Regions from separate parts of the Mus musculus genome. Here regions 1, 2 and 4 are each linked to region 3. Evidence: chromatin contacts called from public HiChIP or PLAC-seq data. All regions are on one chromosome and are shown on one strand. Each heading gives the region's core, a stretch centred on a gene start, on an enhancer-like site or on the middle of the called end of the contact. The rest is flanking DNA. Distances are from core to core; before and after follow the strand shown. Region 1 has its middle 12 kb from the start of Tmem94. Region 2 has its middle 16 kb from the start of Sec14l1. Region 3 has its middle 8.8 kb from the start of Sphk1. Region 4 overlaps Llgl2 (LLGL2 scribble cell polarity complex component).

Region 1 (3,549 bases), core at 720-3,219, 770 kb before region 3:
CCTTTCTCTCTCGCTTTTCCTCTTTCTTTCTTTGAGGTAAGATCTCATATAGCCCAGGCTGGCCTCTAACTCACTATGCCACTGAAGGGCCATCTTGTCTTCCAATTCTCCTGCCTCTACCTCTCAACTGCTAGTATCACAGGTCTGCACCAGCAATACGGGCTGACAAAACCCAGGCTTTGGCCATGCTAGGCAAGCTCTCTACCAGCTGAGCTCCACCCACAGCCCTCTTTCTTCTTTTATAGGACATCCTGTTCTTGCTTGGCTGTACATTCTGCCAGCATTTGCAAGTGGTGGTAGGAGGGTCGGAACTTCACAGTCATCTTAGATAAGTAAATAAGAAGCCAGCCTGGGCTACAGTATGAAACCAAACCAAACTGAAACAAACAAACAAACAAACAAACAAACAAACAAACAATAATGTGCAGGGGTAATGGGTGTGGCATTAATCCCACTACCCAGGAGACAGAGAAAGTTCAAAGTTAGCCTGGTCTGCACAGAAACTTTCAGGACATCCAAAGCTACATACAGATACCTTGTGTCAAAATGAAACAAACAAACAAACAAACAAACAAAACAAAACAAAACCAAATAATAACAAAAACCCACTACCAGGAACAAAATCCAAAACCTGATTACCTGAGTTCCGTTCTCAAACCCACAGTGAATGAGAGGACTGGTTATTTATTTATTTATTTATTTATTTATTTATTTATTTATGTATTTAAAAACATGTACCATGTACCATGGAGCTCATGTGCACCCCAAAATAAGAACAAATTAAATTTAAAAAATCACCACTGGTCGGGTGGGTAGTGTTGGCGCATGCCTTTAATCCCAGCACTCAGGAGGCACAGGCAGGTGGATCTCTGGGAGTCTCAGGCTAGCCTGGTCTACAAAGTCAGTTCCAGGACAGTCCAGGGACAGTGAGATCACCACATCAAAAACTCCATCAGCATTCCCCGCACTTGAAACTAACCACTCCAAAACTGCAGGCATCCTGCGTGCTAGTAGTTGTCTATCTTTTCCCAGGTCAGTCCCATCACCCAGGGAGGAGCCCTCCTCAGCTCTGCCTCTCTCCTGCTCTGGCTGTGGCCCTGGCAACGCTGTCCCCAGCAGATGGGCGGAGAGAAAGAGACTGTGTAGACTCATGAATTATTAATACTGTTTTCTGCCAAAGTTATAACGCAGGCGGTGAGCACGGTGATACATTTATCCACAGGCAGTTGTGAAAAAACAGAGGGACAAGGCCTGCCTGATCTGAACAGGTGATAAGGAGCCAATTGGGAAGCAAAGAGGCCAGGAAGGACATTTCAGGGACAAGGAACAGCACCAGCCAAGACCTCAAGATCACAGTAGTAGCCTTTGAGGTTAGAAAGCAAGGACTAAGAACACAGAGGTGGCTCCTTCTTGTGTAAGAATGCTGAGCGCTAAGCCTTTAATCCCAGCACTCGGGAGGCGGAGGCAGAGGCAGGCAGATTTCTGAGTTCGAGGCCAGCCTGGTCTACAGAGTAAGTTCCAGGATAGCCAGGCTACACAGAGAAACCCTGTCTCGGGAAAAAAGAAAAAAAAAATGCTGAGGGCTAAAAAAGAGACAGAGGTGAGAAACCTCTCCTGGAAGGCCTTAGACCTCTTCCCGGGGCTATCTTAGAGAGATGAAAGACACTTCAGAAAAATGAAGGATTGTACAGTTAGCTGCTTGGGAGGGCTAGCCTTAAAAGACACAGCTAGAGGCCCCCAGAGCAATGGGGAGGCTGTGCACTGTGCTCTAGAATATGTCATTGGCATGTTTGTGAATGAGTCATTTACTCTTTCAGCAGGGTTTTTTTTGGGGGGGGGATGGGGAGAGAGGAAATTGACTTAGGGAGAATGTCCGGAGCAAAGGGGTGTCTCACAGACCTTTAACCTGTCAGTCACTCAGCTCACGTTCACTGAAGCAATGTTCAAAAGGTCTATAAATGGTGCCCAGAGACATATATGACTCAGAGGGGCCAAGGTACAATAGGAAGTGGAGCTGGGGATGGCAATGATGCACACCCTTAGTCTCAGCACTCGGGAGGCAGAGGCATGGGGATCCCTGTGAGTTTGAGTCAGTCTGGTCTCCAAAGTGAGTTCCAGGTCAGCGAGGGCTACACAGTGACCCTATCTCAAACAAAACAAAACAATATGAAGTGGGGTAATATATTGGCTAGTTTTATGCCAGTTTGACACAGAGTCATCAGAGAGGAGGGAGTCTTAATTGAGAAAATGCCTCCATGAGATCAGGCTGTAGGCAAGCCAGTAGGACATTTTCTTAGTGATTGATGGGGGAGGCTCCAGCCTATTGTGCCTGGAGCCATCATCCCTAGGCTGGTGGTCCTGGCTTCTATAAAAAAGCAGGCTGAGCAAACCATGAGAAGCAAGCTAGTAAGTAGTACCGCTCCATGGCCTCTGTATCAGATCCTGTCTCTAGGTCCTTGCCCTACTTGAGTTTCTGTCCTGACTTTGTTTGATGATGAATTGAGATGTGGAAGCATAAGCTGATTAAACCCTTTCCTTCCAAGTTACTTTGGTCATGGAGTTTTATCATAGCTATAATAACTCTAATTTAGGGAGCTGGCTCAGTGGTTAAGAGCATTGACTACTCTTCCAGATGTCCTGAGTTCAAGTCCCAGCAACCACATGGTGCCTCACAAGCATCTGTAATGGGATTAGATGTCTCTTCTGGTGTGTCTGATGACAGCTAAAGAGTACGAATATATACATAAAATAAATAAATCTTAAAGAATTAAAAAAAAAAAACTCTAATTAGGACAAGTTGGTATAAGAAGTGGGGTATTGCCATGACAGACCTGAACATATTTCTGAGAGAAGTGGGAAGAAGGACTTTGGAACTTTGGGCTAGAAAAGCCATTGAGTGCTGAGAGCCCAGTGAGCTGTCCTGTAGGAGCCTCGGTAGTAAGAATGTGGAGAGCATTGGAGACGACGGAGGCCTGGCTTGTGACATTTCAGAGGGAAGCAAAGACCCTACACGCAGTTTATGTGATGAGTCTGTGGTGTTTGTTTAGCCGGGGCTGAGGAATCAGCTGTGGTTAAGAAGAGACCAATGCCATTAGGTTGAAATCTGGGAAGTGTTTCCAGAGAGAACATAGGAGCTGTGTTCCAGAGGCAGTCAAGGTTGTACCTCTTGCTGGCAGCTAAACTTGGTCGTATTAAGAGTTACTGTTATTAGACGCGTTCTCACGACCGGCCAGGAAAGACGCAACAGACCAGAATCTTCTGCGGCAAAGCTTTATTCTTACATCTTCAGGAGCCAGGGTGCAGGAAGCAAGAGAGCAAGAAGCAAGAGAGAGAGAAAACGAAACCCCGTCCCTATTTTAGGAGAATTCTCCTTCGCCTCGGACGTGTCACTCCCTGATTGGCTGCAGCCCATCGGCCGAGTTGACGTCACGGGGAAGGCAGAGCACAAGTAGTCATAAGATACCCTTGGCACATGCGCAGATTATTTGTTTACCACTTAGAACACAGGATGTCAGCGCCATCTTGTAACGGCGAATGTGGGGGCGGCTC
Region 2 (3,448 bases), core at 303-2,802, 570 kb after region 3:
AGGGGGGTTCCTTCCTGCCTGGTGCTGCCCACCTCCTGGAAAGGGATGTTTTCGGCTCAAGAGTCCCTGGGTGTCACTGAAACCAAAGCTCCGTGTTCTCTGGCTCAAAACACAGGAAAGAAATTGTTTCCTAAATGGAAAGGCACGAAAACAGCCATGGGAGAGAGGTCGTGGGAGACACTTCCCAAGTACCTCAGAGTCCTTGGCAGTACGAAGCTAGAACACTCATGTTTAAATATGCCTTGTCAAGGCTCATTTGGTAGTTAGATCGTCGTGTGGTAACAAAGTTGAAAGGAATGAAGACAGCCTACAAAAATAAAACGATCACACCAGGACTGGGGTTAGGGGTGTATGGATGGCACTTGCCTAGAGTGCCCAAGGGCCTGGGTTCTATTGCCAAAAAGCAAAAAGAAATCACATCCCTGGAAGCACAGGGTGGGGAGTGGGAGGGTGGGTAGGGGTGAAGGGTGGGAGGGTGGGCTCCACTTGTTGGGATAGGTCAATTTGTTAGAGAGGAACCTGGGGTGAACAATCTGAAGGCTGTCAGAGCAGCCTAAGGCAAACCCACAGCCAGCCTCAGAGCGAGGAGAAGAAACTATCCTCCCGGAGATGCAGATGATGGGAAGGGAGCTGTGGAGAGGGAGAGGACCAGGCTCCAGGGCTCTGAGCTGACTGTGGCCTGGGCTCTGTAGGGTGGTTTATAGCTGAGAGCTCAGATTTGTAACACCCTTTTCATACTGAGACTGTGTAAGAACTGAAGCAGCATGCCTGCTAGAAACTGGGGCTTTCAATCTAAGATTGAAGGGCTGTCTCTCCTCTCCTTTCCTTCTTCCTCCCTCTCCCCATCTCTCTTCTAACCCTTCTCTTCCTCCACTTCTTCTTTCTTCCCCCTCTCTTTCCCTCCTACCCTCTCTCATCTATCTCTTTCTCTCTCCCTTCTCCAACCCCCACCTTTGAGTCACTAGGCATAGACCCAGGACCAAGCCAGTGTTCTATCTCAGCCATACCCCAGTCCAGGGAGGGGATATTTGCTTGCTTGTTTGTTTTGTCAGTAACAGGATGTTTCAACAAGCTTGGAACTTTACAGGCTGTCCCCGAAGCCTCCTCCCATCCCTTCTAGGACCTGTCTTGCAGGGTACTTAATGGATCTTCCACCCAGCCTCATGGATTGCTGCAGATGTGAGTGGGGGCTGGGCTATGAGTGATGCTAGTCTGTCCCTCCCACATCTCCTCTTTCTTCTCCCCCCACTACGGGTTGCTAGGCTTTGATCCAGGACCAGGCCCACGCTCTATCTCGGCTCTGCCCCCACTTCAGTGAAGGGATATTCGCTTGTTTATTTATCTAATCCATTTGGGGTGTGTATGTGTGAGCATGTGTGTATGTGTAAGTGTGTGTGGGTGTGCATGTGCATAAGTATGTGTGTGTGTGCATGTGTGAAAATATGTGTGTATGGGAGTATATGCGGGTGTAAATGTATGTAAGTATGTGTGTGTATGTGTGTGCACATGCAACCTCAGGCCTTCACCATGCTAAGCAAGAGCCAGCTACATTCCTAATGTATGGCTTGTTTGGTTTGTGGTTTTGCGTGTCTGTGGCGCCACTGTGCATGGGGCTGCAGGCTGGAGGGCAGACCTCTTCCTTAACAGCTCTCCTTTGTTTCATTTTGAGATGGCTTCTCTTCCTGAACTTGGAACTCACTGATCCTGCTGGATTGAGTGCCCAGCTGACCCTCCCCAGGAATCCTTCTCTGTCCCTCCCCAGCACTGAGGTGACACGTGACAGGCACTATGTCTTCTTACATGTGTGGGAGGAATTCAAAGTCCAGCCCTCTGACTTGTGAGTCAGGCAGTATACTGACCAAACCATTCCTCAACACCACACCAAACCAACCTTACTTTTTTGAGTCAGGGTCTCTCTTAGCCCAGGCTGGAACTTATAACAATCCTCTTCCCTCAGCCTCCTCAGCCTCTTGAGCTGGGACTATAGGTGTGTACCACACACACACACACACACACACACACACACACACTCCTACACTCCATCTTTACAAAATTGAAGCATCCTCTTGGGGTGTCAGTTAAGGGGATCCACCCAATGGCTTCTGTCTTTCCCCACTTTCCTGGGTCAAGGATCTTCAAGTCACCTGTGTGACTTGCAGAGACCCAGCTGACAACTCTGTCAGACAGTGGTGAGTTCTGTGGTTTTGCATTTTGATTCTTTCTTTGTTAGTTTGTTTCTTTTCTGCACCTTCTCACTGTCCCCCAAGGCCACCCTGGAGCTAACTCACTGTCCACACAGCAGCATGGGTGACTAAGAAGAGTGGTCACTTTCATCAGAGTCGATGAATTATTCAGACCCTCACAGGTCAAGCCTGACACAAGCACTTTCCCTGGGGAGTGAGCCTGTCACCAGTGAATTGCTCAAGAGAGATGGCCTCTTTGTGACCCTGGATATCTCCTTTAGAAAGCAACACTTTTTAGATTTGGGAATTAGATACATTTGGTTACTATAGGGGGGGGGGGGCGAAGGGGGCAGGGGGAGGGGGCCTGGCTTGAGGCATTCTAGTTAATCTCCACTGTCAAATTGACTGGATTTAGAATCACCTAGAAGATGTAGGCACAACTTTGAGCTGTTGTTGGGAGATATTTCCAACAGAATTAACGAGGAGGAAAGACTCACCCTGAGTGGCATGATGTCATAGGCTAGAGCAGTGGTTCTCAGCCTCCCTGATGCTGCAACCCTTTAATACAGTCCCTCAGGTTGTGGTGCCCCCAACCATAACATTATGGTTGTTGCTAAATGGTAACTGTAATTTTGCTACTGTTATGAATTGTAACATAAATATTGGATGCAGGATATCTGATATGCAACTCCTGTTAAAGGGTCATTTGGGTCATGACCCAAAGGTTGAGAACCCCAGGGCTAGAGCCTTGAAAGGAGCAAAGGTGTGGTTGGGAGAAAGCCAGCTGTAGTGGGTGGCTAATGTTGATTGCTGATTGAAGAGGATCTAGGAGACGAACCTCTGGGCCCTGGGTTGTTGAGGCGGGAGGGCCTCGTTGGCACCGTTGGCACCATCCCACAAGCCATGCATGGTCTTACCAAATTACAAGGCGAAAGTGAGCTCACCTCTCTGCTTCCTGCCTGTGGTGACTGCAGATCTGAAGTGATGATGGACTGCCTCAAGCTCCCACCATCGTGACTTCTCCACTCCTGCCATAAGGTTGTCATAGCAACAAGACAAAACCAATATCCAATGAGTATATTCACAAGTCTCTGCTTCCTGTCCACTGTGGTAGGTCATCTGCTGGACATTGCCATAATGTTCTGCCAAGTACACAGGGCCAAGGAGCCCAGCAAGCCCTCCAAAACTGTGAGACAAAATAAATTCCCCACCCTGAAGTCATTCTGTCAGGTCTGTTCACCCCAGAAATGGGGAGAGCACCTCAC
Region 3 (3,335 bases), core at 673-3,172:
CTGGCAAGCCAAGGCTACTTAGCGGAACCCTTTCTAAACAAACAAACAATAAAATAAATAAATAAATAGTCTAGTTGGTTGTGGTAGAACATTCCTGGCCCCCAGCACTAGGGAGGTAGAGGTAGGAAGGTAAGGAATTCTAAGTCCCTCTTGGCTACCCAGTGAGTTTAAGACCAGGCTGTTCTCCATTATAACTTGCCTCAAAACAAAGGGCTAGAGAGATGACTCAGTGGGTAAAGCGCTTGCTTTGCAAACACAAGCACCTGAGTTTGGATACCACAGAAAGGCTGGGTGTGGCGGCATGCCGGCATGCCTGCCCATAACCCCAGAGCCAGGAGGATGGGGCCTGGCTGGGCACTCACTGGCCAGCCACTTTAATCAAAAATAGTGAGTTTTAGGATCAGGGGTGGACCCTGTCTCAAAAAATAAGATGTCACCCACTGGCTCATTGCCTCAAGACCACATCTAGCCATAGACATCCTATGCATACCACACACACGCACATGGACACTCACGTGTACACACACACACACACACACACACACACACACACACACGATAAGACTGGGGCGAGCTGTTGGGTCACATGCTGGGATCCTAGCAGAAGGAGGGAAAGGCAGAGGTGGTTCAGGAATTCAAGGTCATCCTGGGCTATATGTGGACTTGTCTTAAAAAAAAAAAAAGTAAAAAGTAATAATGATTTTAAAGGAGGGAGAAACAAAAAGAAAGAAAACCAAAGAAAGAAGAACAAAGGAAGAAGAGAAAAGAAGAGAAGAGAAAAGAAAAAGCAGGAAGAAGGCCAAGCTCTCCAGCACCTAGGCAGGTGATCGATCGATCCCTTGGTGACCACACTCCATTCTGACTGAACCGGGAGAGGAAGCAGCTGGGATCATCTGACAGTGCCTTGAAGGAGAAACGACATCTCAACTCATGTTCAGATGCGGTCACATAGCTGTGGTCAGGACTTCAGGGCACTGAGCGGAGGGAAGGAGGGAAGGAGGGACATGCCACTTCTGGAAACTGACTTTCCCAACTCATGGGAGCAGCGTCATGCTCTGCTGTATGAAGCCTCTTCATCCAGCCTGCGTGGGACAAAGCCCTTGTCCAAAGCCCCAGCTGTCCAGTGCACCCCGTGAAATCATTACTTAAATTACTAGGCTCGTGTCTGCAAAGAATTCAAGGCTTTGACCTTCAGGAACCGAGCCTCCAGGGAAGGGGAAGTTCTATTTTTGGGATGTGGATAATGAGAGAGAGGAGCAGGCAAGCCTCGCTCCTGGCTTTGTGGTATCTTTTCCAGCTTGATGAATCAGGGCATCTGCCTCCCTCTCCCTCTATTGCCCCTGGCCCTCAATAATTTGGCTACAACTGTGGCAGCCCAATAGGTGTGCATTTGTACAAAAGAAATGTACGCCCCTAAGGGCAGCATTCCCAAAGTCTCCTGTGCTTGTGGAGGGACCCCATCAGGTAAGTGAACATGGCCCCAGATCACGAAGCACGAAGTCACTGTTTGGCTGGGGGCCAGAGCTAACCCACTGTCTGTCTGTTTGCTTTGGGTAACACCCAAGGACACACATTCTGAGGCCTGTGAAAGTAGAAAACACTTCAAAACCAAAAAGCACGGGGAAAACCACGCGCACACCCATCCTCTCGGAGCCCAATCTCTACACTGGGTTCCTGGGATGCAGAGGGATCCCTGCTTCCTAGTCCCTGACTGCAGGGGCGCTGATCCTGCTTCCTGCAGCCCCTCCTCTTTCTAGGACCTGCCAAATCTGTTGGTTTGGCATAGCTTCTCTTGCTCAGGAGGTAAAGTCGTCAGACTAGGATTCCTGAGCAAACCAGGAAATATCCATCCTGCTAGGATTCAGGATGTGGGGCTGGGCAAAGGCCAGGCCACAGCCCACTGCAGGCCCAAATGGAAGATGATGTCAGAGGGAGCCTAAGAAATGTTTCCACTGAGCGACTCTTTCCAATGTCTGTGGCTGGTTAGCCTGGCCCAGCCTTGTCACAGAAGAATAAAAGCAACTGGGCTTCCAGATCACATGACCGGAGGTGGCAAAGCTACAGAGTTCCATTGGTGTCTGGGGAGGGAAAGGAGAGGACAGTGCCCATGGGTGAGCTCTTTCTGCAAAGCAGTATCAGGAAATTGTGCCAGGCTGAGAATGGACGGGCTGGGCTGCTTCCAATCCCTTCCATAGGCGAAAGGATGGGGTTTTGCAAGCCTGTCAGTACTACATTTAGCAACGATGCTAGATTCTTCCTCTTAGGTAATTTTCAGAAATGGAAACTAATTTTTCTCTAGGCTCTAGATGAGTCTAAGATACAGTCTATAGGTTCATGCCTCAGTCCCAGCAAGCCTGACTCCAGCCCCACTCGATCTAAGTGCTTTTGTGGAAAAGCAAAATCCTGGGGGTAAAACCAGAGACGGGAAGTTGGGAAAGGAGGTTCCAGAGCCAAGTGAGGACAGATTGACATTATTTCCCTCTGTGGTTAGCAAAACAGTGGCCTCCCCTCTGTCTCTGGCGCCTGTGAATGAACATATTACATTATGTGCAGAAGGGACCTTGCAGATGAGATGGGAATCTAGAGTGTTTGCTTGGGACACTCCCAGTCCTGGAGTCAGTCTTTAGCCTGTAATCGCAGCTCTTGGGATACGGAGGCAGGATCAGAGTTCTAGATCCTTCTCAGTTACACAGGCCACTTTTTTTTTTTTTTTCCGAGACAGGGTTTCTCTGTATAGCCCTGGCTGTCCTGAAACTCGCTTTGTAGACCAGGCTGACTTTGAACTCAGAAATCCGCCTGCCTCTGCCTCCTGAGTGCTGGAATTACAGGCCAGCATCACCACGCCCGGTTTACACAGGCCACTCTTGACCCGCCCTCCTCCCCACTCCTCAAAGAAGAGGAGGAGAAAGAGGAAGAGGAGGAAAAAAAGACACAGAGTGGGTGTCTCTTACAGAACTAATTACTCACCGGAGAATAGAGAGCCCCACCCCCTTGCGGTTACAGAAATCTATATAGATTTTGGCCTGAGAGTAAAGGCAAATTGTTGCTTTTTCTATAGGAAAGTTAGTTTTTATTCCTAAAGCAATGGAAAAGCACAGATTTATTGGGGAGGGCAACCTGGGAAGGTCTGATGAGTTCTGATATGTAGAGCTCAGGCTGGCTGACTTGTGGAGACTGGATTGTAAGGTTCACACCTGCTTAAGTGTCACAGTCAGCAGCACAGATCTGAGTCCCCATGGGATGCTCTCATTATTATGGGATGCTCCCATCCATATGGGATGCTCCTCCCATCAGTATGGTATGCTGCCATCAGTTTGGGATACTCCCGTCAGTAT
Region 4 (3,507 bases), core at 72-2,571, 680 kb before region 3:
GGGACCTTTGGAAGAGCAGTCGGCGCTCTTAACCACTGAGCCATCTCTCCAGCCCCGGGAAAGATTTTTTTTATGTTTATTTTTTTATTTTTTGTTTTTATTTTTTGTTTGTGTATGTGCCTACATGTATGTCTATTTATCATATGCATGCACTGCCCATAGAGGCCAGAAGAGGGCGCTGGGTCCCCTGGAACTGGACTCAGAGACTGGTGTGAGCCGCCATGTGGATGCTGGGAATCTAACACAGATCCTCTGGGAGAGGAGTCTCTTAATGGACTAGCCATCACTCCAGTCCCTAATTTGCTTTGTTTTGTTGATACTAAGTCTCTAAATTCTGATTTTTTTTTTTTTTTTACACTTTATAACAGTCTCAGTTGTAAAATAAACTCTTTGAAAAGCTCTGTCTTAAGAGTTTGAGATTGGAGATGTAAGGTGAGGCCCGAGGTTGGCCTCCCTTCAGGTTGTTTTAGTAAAGACACTTCACTGTGGCAGAACCAAATGTACTTTCTTCCTTTTGTTGTTGTTGTTTTATAGTTGTTTGATTTTTGAGACAGCCTGTAGCCCAGGCTGGCCTGGAATTTACTGTATAACCTAGGCTGCCCTTGAACTCCTGACTTTCATGCCTTCGCTCCCCCTGAGTGCTGGGATTACAGGCGGGAACCACTGTGCACAGTTTGAATATCCGTTCACACTTTAAATTGGCTGAAATAAGAGAAACTTTAAATATCATCTTCTTGATACAAGTGAGCCTTGGCCGCTTGACTGCTGTCCTAGGCTGCTCAGGGAGTGGGGCCTCCTACTGGGCCTTCAGCTCCTGAGGGTTTATCCCCCACCCCACCCCCCAGTCCTCCAAATTCTACATTCCAAAGCCACTGCTGGTGGTAATGGGGAAATGGCTAAATTAAGAGCTTGGAGCTCTCTCCTGGTCTCTATCTCTTCTCCAGGCTTCAGTAACCTGGGATCAGCCAAGGCCTCGCAGGGCCCCGGGAGAGCTTGTCCCACACAGCCTGTGTGATTTCTCTGCTCTCCTTTTTCTGGGAAATGTTTGCATTCCAGACACTCAGCTATCTCCCCAGGCCCTGCATTTTTCACATAGCTGAACAGGGACTGGGACTGGCTGGGGCCCTCCGCCTGGGGTCTTGCATTCCTGGCCGGCCATCCAGGTATGGCCATTTGCAAGGCAGACTGTGTTCCTGCCCTGTCTACCCACCCTGTCATCCTCAGGGATCCCCTAAAGGAGGCATTTGTTAGAGCTGTCCTCCCTGCCCTGGCCTCCTCCCATGAGCCACTGGGCTGGACTCTGGGGAGGTGTGGCCCTTGAGTTTTCTCCTGCTGTCGCCAGGGCTTATCTCTCTGTGCTGCTGGGGCTCTGATAGGGCTCCTGGTAACACTGACTGGAGTCTGGAAGCTGACTCCTTCTGCACACTGCGGATTTAGCTCAGTAACTTACAAGGCAGTTGCCATTGGGCCCTGCTTCAGCCTACTGCAGCAGAGTCAGTGCCGTAGGGTAGGTAGCTGTTGGGAAGCAGAAGCCCAGGCCTGCTGAGCAATGCTTTGACATCAGCTGTTGGCATTCGCACCTCCTGTCTGTAGCTCCTTGCACACCAACGGTGAAAAAGGCCCAGAGCTGCAGGCAGGGACAGAAACCTAGACCTGGTCACCAGGGTGGCTGGCATTGGGAACCCTGGGAGGGAGGCAGTGACCCCTCCGGGATGTTCTCCAGCCATTTTCAGCTCCTTGTAAAGCCTTTAGCCATTGGGTGATCGCACGCAGATAACCTGGAAAGCTATACATGTCCATGAACACGCGGGGAAGTGTTCATGCCATGCGATCCAGTCAGAGCTCTGTATTTTTTTCAAAAACTGTACACTGTGCACAACACCCCTTTAATCCCAGCACTAGGGAGGCAGTGGCAGGTGGATCTCTAGCCAGCCTGATAGCCTACATAGTGAGTTCCAGGGTCCCTGTCTCCCCCAGCCCTTCAAAATGATATATGTGCGTAACTATACATGTGGTTATATAGTTGTATACTGTGTGTACTCTCATGTAGGTAGGTGTATGTGTAGTGGTCAAGAGGACAACTAGAGATCTGGACTACAGACATAAATGAGTCCTGTTTTAACTCCAAGCTGAGGAGGTGCAGAGCTCAGAGCCCCCTTTCCCTGATTGAGCTGTGACTCCACAGCCCAGCCCCAACCCTGGGGGATCATGGGGATTCAAAGGACTCGCCTATAGGCCCAGCCCACATGCTTCTCATTTCAGACAGTGGAGCATGGCTTCCCACACCAGCCCAGCGCCCTTGGCTATAGCCCTTCGCTGCGCATCCTGGCCATCGGAACCCGCTCTGGAGCTGTCAAGCTGTATCCTTTCCAGTGCCTGTTGCCATGGGGTGAGGCCAAGGTGATCTCTATGTGTATGTGGGGTAGGTGAGATCTGGAGAGAGCCAGTCTTACCCTGCTTCATCTTGGGCGCTTGGTCCAAGAGCAGGGTGAGAATTTAGCACCGCGAGCTGTGTGTCCTTAGAGCACAGAATGGGTATATCTTCTCTTCTCTGGTTACTCACGTCCCCGTTCCCCCCCCCCCCGTCCCCCCCCCTTGACTTGTATACTTGATTGTAGGGCCCTGGGTGACTACCACGTTGTCCAAGCTAGTTGTATAGTCTTTTGTCCACAGCAGGGGGTGTCTGGGATACAGGTGGTTTCAGCAGGGAGGCTCCACCCTGGGACAACTTCTCTGAAGTCCTGGACAACACCTGGTATTCCTGATGTCTAACCTACACCCGCTGCTAAGAGGCCTAGAGAAGTTGGGAGACAGGGGCCCACCTTGGGTAGCTGAGCTGTGATCTCCTGCCACAAAGTCCTCCCCCTAGGCTCCTGCTATTCTGACCCAGCCTAAGTGACAGCCCAGGTGGGCTGGGCTGGTGTATACACAGGAGGCCGAGGCCAGAGCCTTGTTATTATATAGTTCAACCTTACCCCAGCGGTTAATCATTACCAGCCAGGATCACATCCTGGTTGCCAATTGCTGGTGCCAACTCTCAGGGCAAGGCCGCTGGGGGTGCCCCCCTACCGCGCCCCATGTTCTCATAGGTGCCACCAGGTGACAGGTGATAGGCCTGTTGTTACAGCTCAAGTTGCAGGGGTGGTGTGGAGGGAGGGGTAACAGCCTAGCAGTTTTGAGGATAGGGGAATAGTGAATTGCCTTCCCCAACCCCCCCCCCACACACACACACCCGTCCTGCTGGGCAACTCTTACCAGGGTCAGATCACTGACTGAGTGCGCCCAGCCATGACCACTGCTATCCACCCCCACCCTGTGCCCCTGACATGGGTGCGCAGATGCTTGTCTGGGAGGACCCCTTGCTCCCCAGGCCACAGACTGCCGCTAGGACTGGGGAGGATTGCTGTCCAGCTTTCTGAGGTTTTCCTGAGCCTTCCAGATATGGCGCCCCCGGGGTAGAGTTCATGGGCCTTCACAAGGAGAACAACGCAGTGCTGCAGATCCACT

What was found. HiChIP or PLAC-seq counts read pairs in DNA pulled down with a chosen protein or histone mark.
Region 1: a contact with region 3 is called in a FOXA1 HiChIP or PLAC-seq map of pancreatic cancer cells. The contact joins two enhancer-like sites. A contact is called at or near these places in 1 of 39 promoter capture datasets (pre-B cells) and 1 of 115 datasets of contacts at active chromatin or transcription factors (pancreatic cancer cells).
Region 2: an HNF4G HiChIP or PLAC-seq map of pancreatic cancer cells shows a contact between it and region 3. The contact joins two enhancer-like sites. A contact is called at or near these places in 4 of 39 promoter capture datasets (cranial neural crest, embryonic stem cells, liver and 1 more), 1 of 115 datasets of contacts at active chromatin or transcription factors (pancreatic cancer cells) and 1 of 9 other capture datasets (liver).
Region 4: a FOXA1 HiChIP or PLAC-seq map of pancreatic cancer cells shows a contact between it and region 3. The contact joins two enhancer-like sites. A contact is called at or near these places in 2 of 39 promoter capture datasets (embryonic stem cells and pre-B cells), 1 of 484 Hi-C or Micro-C datasets (embryonic stem cells), 4 of 115 datasets of contacts at active chromatin or transcription factors (bone marrow-derived macrophages, memory CD8 T cells and pancreatic cancer cells) and 2 of 9 other capture datasets (embryonic stem cells and liver).

The regions. Positions count from the first base shown.
Region 1 is chr11:115,751,697-115,755,245 of GRCm38.p6, forward strand. No RefSeq gene overlaps it. Among named protein-coding and RNA genes, the nearest start is that of Tmem94, 12 kb to the right of the region's middle. Within about 2 kb of position 1,970, at least 34 of the 459 cell types and tissues checked have an H3K27ac peak or open chromatin away from gene starts, as enhancers often do. A contact at or near this core is called in pancreatic cancer cells, where this site is marked.
Region 2 is chr11:117,097,204-117,100,651 of GRCm38.p6, forward strand. No RefSeq gene overlaps it. Among named protein-coding and RNA genes, the nearest start is that of Sec14l1, 16 kb to the right of the region's middle. Within about 2 kb of position 1,553, at least 39 of the 459 cell types and tissues checked have an H3K27ac peak or open chromatin away from gene starts, as enhancers often do. A contact at or near this core is called in pancreatic cancer cells, where this site is marked.
Region 3 is chr11:116,522,014-116,525,348 of GRCm38.p6, forward strand. No RefSeq gene overlaps it. Among named protein-coding and RNA genes, the nearest start is that of Sphk1, 8.8 kb to the right of the region's middle. Within about 2 kb of position 1,923, at least 83 of the 459 cell types and tissues checked have an H3K27ac peak or open chromatin away from gene starts, as enhancers often do. A contact at or near this core is called in pancreatic cancer cells, where this site is marked.
Region 4 is chr11:115,841,055-115,844,561 of GRCm38.p6, forward strand. It overlaps Llgl2 (LLGL2 scribble cell polarity complex component), which reads left to right. Exons shown (of 26, transcript NM_145438.2): 3 at 2,263-2,360; 4 at 3,440-3,507. Among named protein-coding and RNA genes, the nearest start is that of Myo15b, 15 kb to the right of the region's middle. Within about 2 kb of position 1,322, at least 116 of the 459 cell types and tissues checked have an H3K27ac peak or open chromatin away from gene starts, as enhancers often do. A contact at or near this core is called in pancreatic cancer cells, where this site is marked.